Linked DNA regions of Zea mays: region 2 is linked to region 1. A link is a contact called in public Hi-C data. All regions are on one chromosome and are shown on one strand. Each heading gives the region's core, a stretch centred on a gene start, on an enhancer-like site or on the middle of the called end of the contact. The rest is flanking DNA. Distances are from core to core; before and after follow the strand shown. Region 1 holds the start of LOC100274041. Region 2 holds the start of LOC100284837 (2-methylene-furan-3-one reductase).

Region 1 (7,294 bases), core at 1,724-4,223:
TTTGGGGGTAGAATTTTTTTCTTCTTTTCTCTCACCAAATTCAGGCGTTACTCTTTTCTTTTCTCGTTCTCTCGCTAAACCTTGACCTTTTCCAAAGTTATAGCGGGGTTTGGCTTGGAATTCCCGTGTCAAGAAAAAAACCTAAATTACTTTATTTTGTGTGATGCACCATGCCGAATCATGCATTCTTTCGATTGCTTAAAAATGTAAGTTGCATTCATCTAGGAAGGTCGGATTTCGAAAAGGAGAAAAAACCTTTTCTCTATTTTTTTCTTTTTCTTTTCTTTCTTTTTCCCTTCTCTCTCTCCTCCCTCTTTCTCTCTCCCGCGCCTTGGGCCGCCCTTGGCCAGCCCAACCCCCCCCCCCCCCGCGCCCCCTTTGGGCTCAATTGGCCCATGCCGCCCCCCTCCCTTTATTTTCCCCAAAACCCCCCAATCCCTCTCCCTCCCTCTCATTTTCTCTCTTCCCCACCCTAGCCGCCGCCCCTGCCCAAGCCGCCGCCCCTGCCCCGTCGCCGTTCGGCCGCCCCGCTCGGCCGTCCCCGTCCCCGGTGAGGCCCCCCTCCCCCTCTCCTCCCTCCCCCATTCCCCCTCCCCTTTCCCCTCGCCGCTCGGCCGCCCCTGCGCCCCGATCCGGCCGCTCGCCGCCCAGCTCGGCCGCCATGGCCGGCTCGGCCGCCCCCCTGCGCGCCCGCTCGGCCGCCATGGCCGGCTCGGCCGCCCCCTGCGCCGCCTCCTGCGCCGCCCCCTGCCCCCCCGCCGGCTCGGCCGCCCCCCTGCGCGCCCGCTCGGCCGCCATGGCCGGCTCGGCCGCCCCCTGCGCCGCCCCCTGCCCCGCCCCGCCAGCTCGGCCGCCCCCCCCCCCCCCCCCGCCGGCTCGGCCGCCCCCGCCACTGCCCAGGCCGGTTCAACCGCCCCCTGGCCGGTTCAACCGCCCCCCTCTTTTTTTATTTTTTATTTTTTATTTATTCTCTTTCATTACTGTTACTTATTTTATTTTAGGTAGGTTAATCATTGTTCATGTTATTGGAATAGGAAACTTAATTTAGAATTTCGTTATGCTAGCTATTCATACAATTAATTGTTTATCCAGTCCAATGTTGATCAACTAAAAACGACTAGGTTTCCATTAGTGCATATAACTGAATTCTTTTGTTAGAACCAATTGTAACTAATCATTAGTGCATAAGCTTTAACCCCCCCCCCCCCCCCCCGCGCGAGACCTTTTCCCGTTTCTTTCTAACCATAACTGATGCGATATCGAATGTCATACTTAATGCATATTCACTTTATTTGTTCCCTTGTATGATGTACTGTCTGTTTCCCAATTTGAATGGATGAATGTATGTATGCTTGCAATCGCATAGAGAACGATCCGGTCGAAGAGCCCGAGGAGCTCGCAGGAGAAGCCCCTGAGCAGCAGTCGGTTGGTGGAGGCAAGTGTCCTTTGACCTATCTATGTCCTATTCATTATTTAATTCACCTCCCGCTTTACACATTTATGCCTAAGGATTGACTAGCTTTTGTTATCCATGTCCTTGTTCACCTATTTGGGTTGGATTATTACTGTTTAGCTTTATGCTATTGCTTAACTCTAATCAATGAACATGATGAGATTATCTATGATACGCTGTTTTCCCTTCTCTTATTATGATGTTGTACTTGTGGTCATCAAGGGGACTCGAGCGGTTTCTCGAGTGCCTCTCCGTAAGGACCTGTTCTATGGATGACCGCCCGGGAAAACAGTGCAACCATGAGGGTAGAATGGGGTGCCCTTAGCTGAATAATTAGAGGATCCGGGGTGTAGTTCACTTAGCCGTCGTGCCGTCAATGGGGCTCGGTGTATGCGGCTCGCTCTGCCAAGTTTGGGTTCGCCCCTTGGGGAGGAGTGCGGTGCATTTAGGAAACCTAACGGGTGGCTACAACCTCGGGGAATCTTTGTAAAGGCTACGTAGTGATGCCCTGCTAGGCCACCTAGGTAGTGGTCAATGGGGAGTAGCTCTCTCCGGGCAGAATGGGAATCACGGCTTGTGGGTAAAGTGCACAACCTCTGCAGAGTGTTTGAAAACTGATATATCAGCCGTGCTCACGGTTATGAGCGGCCAAGGGAGCTCCAATGATTAGTGGTACTTGATCAGAGATACTTTGGTACAGGTGGTTATGAGATCGATGATTCTGGTTATGACTATGGTGCTGGTAAGTGGTATTCTTTCCGTTTGGAAAGGGTACATCGGGTTAATAACTTGGGTTAATGCTAAAACTTGGCTTTCTACTAGTAAGTAATAATCTGACCAACTAAAAGCAACTGTTTGACTTATCCCCACATAAAGCTAGTCCACTACAGCCAAACAGGATACTTGCTGAGTATGTTGATGTGTACTCACCCTTGCTCTACACACCAAACCCCCCCATCCCCAGGTTGTCAGCATTGCAACCACTGCTCAGGCGAAGATGAAGTTGTGGAAGGAGACTTCCAGGAGTTCCAAGACTACGACGAGTTCTAGGTGTGGGTTAGCGGCAACCCCCAGTCGGCTGCCTGTGAAGGCCGCGGTTATCTACGTTTCTTTTCCGCACTTTGATTTATTGTAAGAACTATATGGACGTCTCAGACGTATGATGTAATCGACTATTTCCCTTATTAATACTATTTTGAGCACTGTGTGATGATGTCCATATTATGTAACTGCTGTGTACGTGAATAACTGATCCTGACACGTACATGGTTCGCATTCGGTTTGCCTTCTAAAACCGGGTGTGACAGTGTCTAGGCCAGCTAATTTGCCGGTTCTCTCTCCTCCCATGTAATTTGGCTGGGCTGGATAGCTGGGCTATTGGAGCAGGTACAGTACTACATGACAAGCTAAATTAGCTTTGCCTTGCCAAATAGCTGGCCTGTTGGAGCCAGTCTTACCCCTGCTATTTGTACCCGCCTTACCGCGCCCCCTAACCCTAGGCCCTCAATTCCACTCTGCCCGAGCAAGCCGAATTGTCGTCCGAATTCGCTCGCGGGGAGCACTTGCTACCTCGCGCCCGCCTTCTGTCGCGCGGATTCGTTGCTGCGCCTGGAGATGGACCCGATGGACATCGTCGGCAAGTCCAAGGAGGACGTCTCCCTCCCCAAATGTAAGCTCCCTGCCTCGGGTTACCCCGGTAGAAGCCATGTTCTGCCACCTTTTATTATGTGAAATTTCACGCCATTAGGGGTGTTGTGTGTGTGGCCTTGTTCTTCTAGGTCTGAATTATCTCGTTTGCTGGGTTTGGTTTCAGTAATCTTGTGAGATGATACGCTAGGAAGCTTGAATTTTGAAGTGATGCTATGAGGAAAGTTAGGTCTGTCCTAAATGCTATTTAATTTCTGTTCCAATCCATCCGTATGTAGGATGGTTGTCCTGGGCTTGTGGCGAAGTCTTGAATTTCGTGGATTGTGGATGGCTAAATCTGGCGGCCTTGTTGATAATCAGGGGTTAGTGGACCTTTTTAATTAAAATGGACTATAGTGGTGCTAGTTGATAACTGACGTTGTTGCCCCTGGATTCTTGTTTGTCTGCTAGTGGGATTCATGTTTTCTTAATGCTAAAAGATTGGACGGTACTTTTATGTCTGTGTGCATAGTCATGTAATGCCTAAACTGTTACGTTAAATGCATCTTTGGGCTCTCTTGCTTGGAGTTACTTGCTCCAATCCGGTTTTATAAGGTGTGTGAGTTTTGGGAAAAGACCATTATGTAGGGTGGATGGGGGAACCAATGAGTATTAAGCACAGAGTATCAATGCGTCACCTGAGCCTGTTAGGTCCCTTTAGAACCTTGTCGTAGTGCTAGCACTGGCCAAGAGAACACCACAAACTCATGTGACTCAGAAGAACATGATCTTGCTTTGGTGCCGCAAAGCTTGACTGCCTTTTCAATGTCTATTCCTTTGATTCAATGGAAGATTACATGGAAAGTAAATTGCAGTCCTACAATCAAACACGTAAGGCTGTTTTTTAACACGAGTAACATACCAAACTACACAGCAATCTTAACACTCATGATCAAACACGTAAAGGCTAATTTCCTAATATGGGTAACATACTAAACTAGCACCAAAGGTTTATTTCCCTCACTCCTAAGAATTTTGGTGTGAGCTACCAGCATCAATCATGCCAATCTTGGAGCGGAATTCCTGAAACTTTGTCTACATATGTCCCTTGACTGAGCAACGTCCCATTTGGTCCTTCACTTCTATGCTGAGGTAATAGCGAAGTAAGCCAAGATCACTCATCTTGAATGTAGCCACCATCTCTCTCTTGAACACCTTGACGTCTTTGCAGCTTGAGCCAATGATCACAAGGTCGTCGACGTACACCACAATTACTAGCTGCATATCATCGTTTCACCTAATGTAAATGGTGTGCTCCGATGGGCTCCTCCCGAAGCCAAGCGTCATCTGAGTGTCGTCCAACTTCTCTTTCCAGGGTCATGATGTTTAACGCAACCCGTACAACACCTTCCTTGTGCTCATTGATGGTGATGCCGAAACCAATTGGCTGCTCCATGTAGACCTTCTCTTGTAGGTCACCATTCAAGAATGTTGTCTTGACGTCCATGTGCACCTGCCATCCCTCATGAGCCGCGAGAGCGATGAGCAGGCACACCAAGTTAAGCCTGGCCACCGACGTGAACATCTCGTCGTAGTTGACGTCGTGTTGTTGCACATAGCCCTTTGCCACGAGCTCCACCTTGTGTTAAGTTACTATCCCATGCTTGTCTCTCTTCATGTTGAACACCCATTTCACCCCTATCGCTTTGCGATCGGGTGTAACCGTGTAAGGTCGGTGAGGTACCAAGTGCCATTCTCTTCGGTGGACCCAAATCCTCCATTATTGCATTCCTCCAGCTTGGTAGAGGCTCGGCCTCTGCAAAAGAGAAGGGCTCATATGAGGTTATTGCACAATTCCTCTGTCACTAGAACACATGGTGGAAAAATACATGGCGTAGCTGAGCCGATGATGCCGTTGATGTTGTAGAACTAGAGTGGAGCATCTTCATCATGGTCGACGTCTAGATTTTCGTCATTGATTCCATGTGGTGAGCTTGCTTCAACATCATTCACCTCACTAGGATGATCTTCAGCTTGTTCTTCGGTCGCCTCTATCGTGCTAGCAGTACGAATCAAGGTGATGTACTCCACCGTGAAGTCACCTCCATTGCACGTTTCACCTTCATCTTTCGAGTGCCTGAGTTCCATTGAGCCTTTTCATCGAACACCACATCGAGCGTTACATGAACACGCTTTGTGATGGGGTCATAGGCGCGGTAGGTCTTGGATCCTTGCTCATCGACAATGAAGATCATCTTGCGTCCACAATCCTCGAGCTTTGACATGTGTGGCGTCTTGGATCCTTGCTCATCGACAATGAAGATCATCTTGGATTCTTCTGATGCCATGCCTTGAACGAGGTAATACCATCCACTCTCTTTGTCAGGCACTTGTTCAACAAGGTACACAACAGTGCATACAACCTTACCCTAGAGTCATCTAGACAATCCTTTTGCCTTTAGCATGCTCCTTTCTGTCACCACCACCGTGCCACTCCGATACCAATTGTTAGGTCCCTTTAGAACCTTGCCGTAGCAAGCACTTGGCTAAGAGAACACAAATTCACGTGACTCAGAAGAACACGATCTTGCTTTGGCGCTGCAAAGCTTGACTTCTTTTCCAAGGTTTTTATCTTTGCTTGAATATAAGTTTACATTGTGGTCCTACATTCAAACACGTAAATGCTGATTTTCTAAAAATGAGTAACATATCAAACTAAGCAGCAAACTTAGCATTCATGATCAAACACGTAAAGGCTAATTTCGTAATATGAGTAACATACTAAACTAGCACCCAAGGTTTTTTTTCAACAGAGCCGAACTGTTCTTTGCATGGCACCATGCAAACTACTATGTGGCACTATACAGTTCGTTTCTTGGGGTATGCTTGTGTGCTCTGGACGGATCCAATACAAGGCTTCGACATGGCATGCATAGGACCACGGGAGCTCAGCATTTGGCGCTGGTTTAATATGATTCCTTGGTCTCTTGGCGCTCCTTGGTATATAGAATTTGAGCCCCTGTGCTTTACAAACAGGACTGAGTGGACTAGTAACTTAGTATAGTTTTGGTGGTTTCGAGTCTGAACTATGGTACTCGTCGCTGGAAATGTTACATCATGTAATGGTTTGGTTCTTTTGTGGCTTGGCTTGGTATATGAAATCTGTTCTTCTGTGAATTGTATGGCTGTTTCTGATAACATAGGAAAAGGGGGCTTTGCTTCATAATTTGATATGTTTTTAATGTAGGGATTATACTGGGAATGTTTGATGGGAATTATTATATACTAGTATTGGATGGATTATCTTTTAATTAATTAATATTGTACCATGAAATGTGAATGAACAATTATTTGGAGTTACAACTATGCTAATATAATGTTTTGCCAAATTAGTGCTGTGCAATTTGAATAAAGTTCATTGAATCTGGATAGGAGCAGATCAGCAGTTGACATCATTTTGTTTGCAGAGTTGTTTAAAATCTTCTACTGCTGATTGAACTTTCTGCTTTGCACTTTAGCAACAATGTTTAAGATAATTAAGGAGATGCTTCCTCCTGATGTACGAGTGGCAAGAGATGCACAGGATCTTCTTGTTGAATGCTGTGTAGGTAAGACATAGTGCTATACAGTATACACCACTATAGTATCATCCATCCTATGGCACAACTTGTATTCTCAACTATGCAAGAATCACTGTTTGAATAACATGGTTCTGCACATGTATCCATCATAACCTGCACATGTATCACAGCTTGACATGAATTGTTGTCCTTTATGAAATATCATTTTGGAGCACTGAGATTTCTGGTTGTAGTTCCGAATAAAACAAAGTGTCGGCATTAAAAATATACTCCTACTGCACAGTGCAGACTGTAGTAACATATATGGTTATCTGTTTGATTTGTCTGGGAGTTTTCAAGCTTGCATAGGTAAAATTTGCAAGTTTATATTATATCATATTCTGTCTTCATGAGAAAGCCAATATACTCCTACCATATTCAGGTAATTAATGAAGTAACTGCATAGTTTGTTCTATTTAAATTGTTTAGAGTCTTTACACTTAATGAAGTAACTGCATAGTTTGTTCTATTTAAATTGTTTACACTTCTTGTATGAATCTCTCTCACAGCCTTTCAACAAAAAAAATCATAAGCATAGAGTTTGGTCTCTCTTTTTCTAATCTAACTACTTGTAAAACCAATTTTCAGAGTTCAT
Region 2 (7,294 bases), core at 2,833-5,332, 190 kb before region 1:
AAAGCACTAGACCGTGCTAAAGGTGAACTGTACTATAATCATTCACTGGGTATGCAGTACAGCAAGGTAGTGGAAGACTACTGTTTCTGTTCATAATTTTAGACATGTACATCCATAAAGGGTGTGTCAATGCTATGCATGCTTTCAAGAGCTCAGGAATTTGTTTTAAATAAATATTCGCAGATAACAGAACAAATATTTGTTGGGTCATGTATACAAACAGAGAAAGATGTGAAGATGTTATCAGAAACTATGGTACGTTCCTGACATATGCTTAGATTTGTTGCATTGCATTTATACTTCCATTTACCTTACAGTTTAGTTAAATTTCTGATACTTCAAAAGGCTTCAGGGTATTACTGCTGTTCTGAATTTCCAAAGTGAAAGCGAGCGCATTAACTGGGGAATCAATTCTGAGATAATCAACAGTTCCTGTCGTGAGAATAACATCTTGATGGTTAACTATCCTATACGGTATGCTGTAATTCCTCCATCTAGAATATAAACTTTAGAATGTTTGATTCTAGTTCTTCACTATAGTTATATTGAACCAGCTGTAGTGTCCTTTTAAATTTCAGGAAATTGTTATCCTGTGCCAAACAAGAGTAGAATTTATATAGGTTCAAATTTGCTGTTTATTTGTAGAGCATTGTCGGTGATACTTTAGCAACTGTTGTTGTAGTGTTGTGTACTATTTGTTGCTGTGTGGATTAATGTTTTAACTTTTAAGTGCTTTATCTCTCAATATTCTGAGCTCATCCTGCTTCACCCTATTAATTATTTGAACAAAAAAGATCTCTGTAAAATGTTGGTGAGATCTTTTCTTGTTTTGCAGACATGATAGGCTTGCTAACCTTACTATTAGTTGACTGTCATTTAACTACTGATGCTGGATGTTTTCAGAGAGGTTGATTCATTGGACCTAAGAAAGAAGCTTCCTTTTTGTGTTGGTCTTCTGTTGCGTCTTATAAGGAAGAACTACCGCATATATGTGACTTGTACCACTGGATATGATAGATCACCAGCATGTGTGATATCATACTTACACTGGGTTCAAGATACACCTCTCCATATTGCTCACAAGTTCATCACTGGTTTGCACTCTTGTAGACCTGACAGGTAATTATGGTTGAGCAAAAATATATCTTGTTAGATGCTTAATCAAAGAGGTGGTTGCTTACTGTGATTGCTGCCACAGTTGTTTTTATGGTTATCGGTTTCAGAACTAAAAAGTCGTTTAATGATGCAGAGCTGCAATTGTTTGGGCAACTTGGGATCTTATTGCTTTAGTTGAAAATGGAAGGCATGATGGTAGTCCCACACATTCAGTTTGTTTCATTTGGAACAGTGGTAGGGAGGTGAGTTCCTTTTATACAAAAAAATATTACGGAAGAGTGAGTATTTGGCATAAAAGATAATTTGTTCGAGTCAGTGTGAGACCCCATGTATGGTCTTGACAATCAATAACTTGAGGGGGTTAACTTGCACGTGACATTGGCTCTAGGGCGAGGATGTAGAGTTAGTTGGAGATTTTACAAGTAACTGGAAAGACAAAATAAGGTGCAGCCACAAGGGTGGCTCAAGATATGAGGCTGAAGTTCGACTTCGACATGGAAAGTAAGTTGCCACTTGCTTGTTTTCACGGCTGTGGATATTTATGAAACAACATCTGTCTATCCCATCATCTTCTGATCTCTTTGCTGCTGATGGTTATTGAGTTTACTGAAACTAACCCTATACTCATTTAGGTACTATTACAAATTTATAGTTGGGGGCCAATGGAGGCATTCGACTTCGTTGCCTACAGAAACAGATGAACATGGGAATGTCAACAATGTGATCAGAGTTGGCGACATTGCTCGGATTCGTCCTGCTCCAAGCCAGCTACATATAAAAGTATGTTAATCCACTGCCTTCAGTGTCTCGATTGAACTTCCCACCTGTGTTCTTCTTTGCAATTTAGGCATTCTCTCATATTTTCACCAATCAAACCATATATGAGTTTTTAGGTAATAATTTGGAATAGTAGACTATGTAGCTACTACAGCCAACAATAGTATCATATTATAATACGATTGGCATCTCTCATTGGCAGGACCCATCTGTTGTTAAGGTCATAGAAAGGGCGCTAACTGAGGACGAGCGGTTTTTATTGGCGTTTGCAGCACGCCGCATGGCATTTGCAATCTGCCCAATCAGACTGTCCCCAAAGCAGTAGACGTGTCGGTCGTCCTTCTCCGAGCGGAACCAGGCGTCATCGAGGATCAGCGATTTTCGAAGCTACAGAAAACTCATGTATGTAACAACAGAGGGGCTTCTTACTGTATGTACCCGTTCACACAAAACCTGGAACGTGGCTAAGTGTCTCAGCAATGGGCACAATGTACACCTCTTTGTAATTCCATGGACTGTATACCTGAAATGAACTCCATTTTAGACTGACACTCTTGATATAATCGGAGGCCGGCTCGCAAATGGCCAGTGAACAGGCTCTGCAATCTACAGCTCTCATGGGATGGGAGAGATGACTACTTTGCCGGTTGCCCTCCCGGTCTCAAGGTAGGAGAACGCCTCCACAACCTGCGAGAAGGAGAAGGGCCCCTCCGGGTCGATGAGTGGCTTCAGCTTCCCTGACTCGAGGTACGGGTTGAGCTTCTCCAAGACGGAGCCGTTGGAGGTGACGACGAACCGGAACCCTGGAGGGCTGACGGCGCCGGTGAGAACCACCACGCTGCCGCCTTCCTTCACTACCTTGACAGCTTTGTCACCCTGACCTGAATGGATCGATGGTGCAAAGGGCAGATCATGTCAGCCGAGGCCTGAGGGTGGGTGACGGATTTTTGTTTTTGTGTGTGCTGGGCATGTGTTTGATGATGGTGATCTTACCGACTCCGTCGAAGACAATGTCGTATTTGTCCGGTAGCTCTTCCAAGTTCTCCTTAGTGTAGTCGATGGCGACATCGGCACCTAGGCTCTTGAGCAGCTCGATCTTCTTGGTGCTGGCCGTCGCAGCTACCTTGGACGCGCCGTAGACATGCTTCGCTAGCTTCATTCCACATCAAGAGCAGAGGCAGCAGCATTGCAAGGTTGAGTTCAGTCTTCGGTACGTACGTACCCACACCAACATGCAAACAGTACCTGGATCGCAAGGGAGCCGACACCGCCGGCGCCACCGAGGATGAGGACGGACTTGCCGGCGGATATTCCTGCCCTCTCCAGGCCCTCGTTGGCGGTCTCGACGGCTAGCGGCAGGCTGGCGGCCTGCGCGAAGTCGAGGCCCTTGGGCTTGAGCGCCAGCAGCTTCTCCTCGACGGCGGTGTATTCCGCCAGCGAGCCGGACTGCTTGGGCCCCTGCAGCGGATTCTCGCTGACCATGCCGTACACCTCGTCGCCTTCCTTCAACTTCTTCACCTGGCTGCCCACCTTGACGACGACGCCGGACAAGTCGTACCCCGGCACGGTCTGCAGTATCACAGCAGAGGGTTCAGCACTCCCAGAAGCAATAATTTGCAAGACGATACGAGTACGAGGATAGCTGTATCATCAGACCGGGAGAGGGGAGTCGGTGGCCTGGAACTTGCCGGCCCGCCGCTTGGCATCGACGGGGTTGAGCGCCGCGGCGACGACCTTGACGAGCACCTGGTCCTCGCCCACGGCCGGCACAGCCGCGGCCTCGTCGAGCTTGAGCACGCCGGCGTCCCCGTACGCGTCGTACACCCAGGCCTTCATCACCCCGGGCACCTCCGTCGCCACCGCGGCCGTGGCCGGGGACGAGGACGCGGACACCGCGACGACGCACCGTCCCGACCGACCAGCTTCCGAAGCTGTTCTTCTACCGGCGGCGACCCTCGGCGCTGACGACGGGACGACGAGCTTCACGGGAGCCTGAGGCGGCCGCGGCAAGAAGTATGATCTCGAGTACGAAGTGGCCGGGATCGACGAAGAGAGGAACGCGTGCATTTTTTTTTTCTCTCTCTCGATGGCTCGTCTCTGATCAACTCAGTTCAGAGCCTGTGCTTATGAGCAAACGGAGCAGGATGAACGTTGCAGGTGTTCTCTGCTGCTCTGCTTCACTGGCTGTTGTTATCCGTTTGCGGCCGTCAGGAGTGGCGGGTAGCGCTCGGGGAGACGACACTTGTGGCTTGGATTGGCGCGAGTCGCACTGCCAGCGTCGATGGGCAAAGTGTTGGGTGTAGAAAGTTCGATAGCGCTCCAGATGGCCGCTCCTCTACACGACTACACCGTCAGGCTCGGTGGACGGACAGGGGCAGAAATGGAGGGGGACGCACGTAGTTTGGTTCAGACCCAACGATTCCCCTTCCCAAATCCTCCATATTGCTACTTTCTATTTATATTAAATAAATATTTTTTCTTAAATACTTTTCCTCTATTTCACCTCCTCTCCAACATTTCCTTCCATTTAGATCTCTTTTACTTTTTAATTGAGCTATTTAAATTTTTTTACGTCAGTTTTGAGTTTTAAAAAATATTACTCTCTCCGATCTCGACGCCAAACACCAGAGATGGACTGTCTGGCGGTGCTCTCTATGGAGGCACGGACGATCCGTGGTCCTAGATCGACGGTCCGCGACATGTGCACAGGAGCGGATCCTCCTCTGTACGTTTCCGAATGGTCCATGCCTAAGTCTCGGACGTCCGCGATGATGCAGAGGGTCGTCTTCTTCGCAGCAGACCTATATCTCGCCTACCGGAAGAGACCCCGTCAGGGAGGAGAGATCCAAGGGTGTGTCTTGGCGTCGGCAGACCATCCAAGACTTCTCTAGTCGACGTAGAGCCGAAGAGAGTTGAAGATTCGATGTAGAGGAAGGCTAAGCTAGGACTAAACTAGGGCTACTCCTAATGCATAAGGTACAACGATAAGTAGAGTTGTTGGATCGATTTTGGGGGTTCAATCGGCCGTAACCCTTCATCTATATAAAGGGGGAGCTCTGGACCCGTTACAAGTCGTTTTCCGAGTTAATCCCGCAGGTTTTGCTAACAAACCCCGCAAGAAATCTGGAACCCTAACTGATTCTACGCACGCGAGGACGGTGAGTGCCGCCACTGCGGACCGTCCGGACCGCGGACAGTCCGACCTATAGGGCCAGACAGTCCGGTTGTCCATTCAGGTGTTCAACATATGTCCCTGCCTTTTGGTGGAGGTTAACGAATCAAAAGCATATGTACTGCCAGCACTCTTCGGAAAACAATAGATCTCACAAGTCGTCTTGTTCCCAAAGTAAGAACTACGCCAGATGCAAGTCACCAGCTTTTTAAATCAATAGGGTGATCATCCAATAGAGCTCTAATGCATAAAGGTCGTTTTGGATTGCACTTTTCTCGATCATGACCATCTGATCAATGGATCAAAAGGTATAGAATGGAGGTGGCCCCATTCTGAATAGGCCAATGGACTATGCGTGTACCACGGGTTCATCATTATATCATTCCACATTTGAACATGACAATATATCGATGATGAGTAGGTGGGTGGAAAGTATCCTGGCATCACTGGATGAATAGGCGATGCCATATGTCCTTAAAGCCAAAATATGTCCTTAAAGCCAAAATATGTACCATAGTCTAGTTCCCATATGTCCTTAAATCCAAAATATGTAATAAGCTCACCAGTTTCATCGTCTATGGCCTCGCATCGAGCACCACTATTTTGTGACATGCTCTTTTGTCCTTGGACTTGGTAAAAATGTGAATCCACTAATGTCATAGGTTTGCCATGTCGTAACCTGGCGTGATGGTCGAGATGCCAACCCCTTGATGGTTTTATCTTCTATTGTTTCTTCATGTGGAATGTCCTTCACCATTAGCCATGTGTTGAACCGCTGCTTGTGTTGCTTCATTACCCAATCATTCGTATGCCTAGGATTTTGCTCGCGAAGCTCATTGATGTGTTGTTGGATAAATGACTCCATTATCGCTAGCTGATGTAGGATGTTGTGATGCGCCTCAAGTATTGTATTGTAATCCGGTGGGATGGAAAATTTATGTCCCATCCTCTCGCTTCCATACAGTCTATCATCGTGTCGTGACGAACACAAACCTATTGCAACCTAGTCTTTTAGGATACTGTTGCAGAATGGACCTCCAAACTCAATGCCCCCTTCGGTAAAGCACCCCGCTATGATGGATGCCTCGGGATGAGCATGGGTTGATACATAGCCATTCAGTATTGACATGAAACACTCATATGTTCACATTTCATGCAACTACATAGGACCCAATGCCTCTGAAAGTCGCCTAGAGGGGGGGGTGAATAGGGCGAAACTGAAATTCTCAAAAATAATCACAACTACAAGTCGGGTTAGCGTTAGAAATATAATCGAGTCCGCGAGAGAGGGTGCAAAACAAATCGCAAGTGAATAAGGAGTGAGGCACGTGGATTTGTTTTACCGAGGTTCGGTTCTCGCAAACCTACTCCCCGTTGAGGTGGTCACAAAGACCGGGTCTCTTTCAACCCTTTCCCTCTCTCAAACGGTCCCTCGGACCGAGTGAGCTTTCTCTTCTCAAATGCTTGGAACACAAAGTTCCCACAAGGACCACCACAAGATTGGTGTCTCTTGCCTCAATTACAAGTGAGTTTGATCGCAATGAAGAATCAAAGGAAGAAGAAAGCAATCCAAGCGCAAGAGCTCGAAAGAACACAAGCAAATCTCTCTCACTAATCACTAGAGCGTTGTGTGGAGTTTGGAGAGGATTTGATCACTTGGGTGTGTCTAGAATTGAATGCTAGAGCTCTTGTAAGTAGTTGAAGTGGGAAAACTTGGATGACTTGAATGTGGGGTGGTTGGGGGTATTTATAGCCCCAACCACCAAACTAGTCGTTTGGTGGAGGCTGACTATCGTATGGTGCACCGGACAGTCCGGTGCGCCAGCCACGTCACCAGGCCGTTGGGATTCGACCGTTGGAGCTTCTGACTTCTGGGCCCGCCTGGCTGTCCGGTGGCACACCGGACATGTACTGTAGAGTGTCCGGTGTGCCAGCGCGCGCGTGCCTGACTTCTGCGCGCTCTGGCGCGCATTAAATGCGCCTGCAGGTGACCGTTGGCGCGAAGTAGCCGTTGCCCCGCTGGCTCACCGGACAGTCCGGTGTACACCGGACATGTCCGGTGAATTATAGCGGAGCAATTTCCCGAGGCTGGCGAGTTCTAGAGCCGCTCTTCCTTGGGGCACCGGACACTGTCCGGTGTACACCGGACAGTCCGATGAATTATAGCGGAGCGCCTCTGGATTTTCCCGAAGGTGACGAGTTTGACTTGGAGTCCTCTGGTGCACCGGA

The links. A called contact is a pair of places that touch in the nucleus more often than the background predicts.
Region 2: a Hi-C map of ear shows a contact between it and region 1, with 5 times the contacts expected there. The contact joins the promoter of LOC100284837 here to the promoter of LOC100274041 in region 1. A contact is called at or near these places in 6 of 25 Hi-C or Micro-C datasets (ear, leaf and tassel).

Annotation. Positions count from the first base shown.
Region 1 is chr1:224,271,532-224,278,825 of Zm-B73-REFERENCE-NAM-5.0, reverse strand. LOC100274041 reads left to right here and starts at 2,973. Exons shown (of 5, transcript NM_001148422.1): 1 at 2,973-3,122; 2 at 6,598-6,687; 3 at 7,288-7,294. The coding sequence starts at 3,068.
Region 2 is chr1:224,461,296-224,468,589 of Zm-B73-REFERENCE-NAM-5.0, reverse strand. LOC100284837 (2-methylene-furan-3-one reductase) reads right to left here and starts at 4,082. Exons shown (of 4, transcript NM_001157732.2): 1 at 3,550-4,082; 2 at 3,139-3,462; 3 at 2,887-3,046; 4 at 2,338-2,774. The coding sequence starts at 3,960. The coding sequence ends at 2,509. It overlaps LOC103643331 (phosphoglucan phosphatase LSF1, chloroplastic), which reads left to right. Exons shown (of 10, transcript XM_008666489.4): 3 at 1-66; 4 at 184-255; 5 at 353-474; 6 at 904-1,119; 7 at 1,250-1,358; 8 at 1,505-1,617; 9 at 1,749-1,896; 10 at 2,096-2,486. The coding sequence ends at 2,218.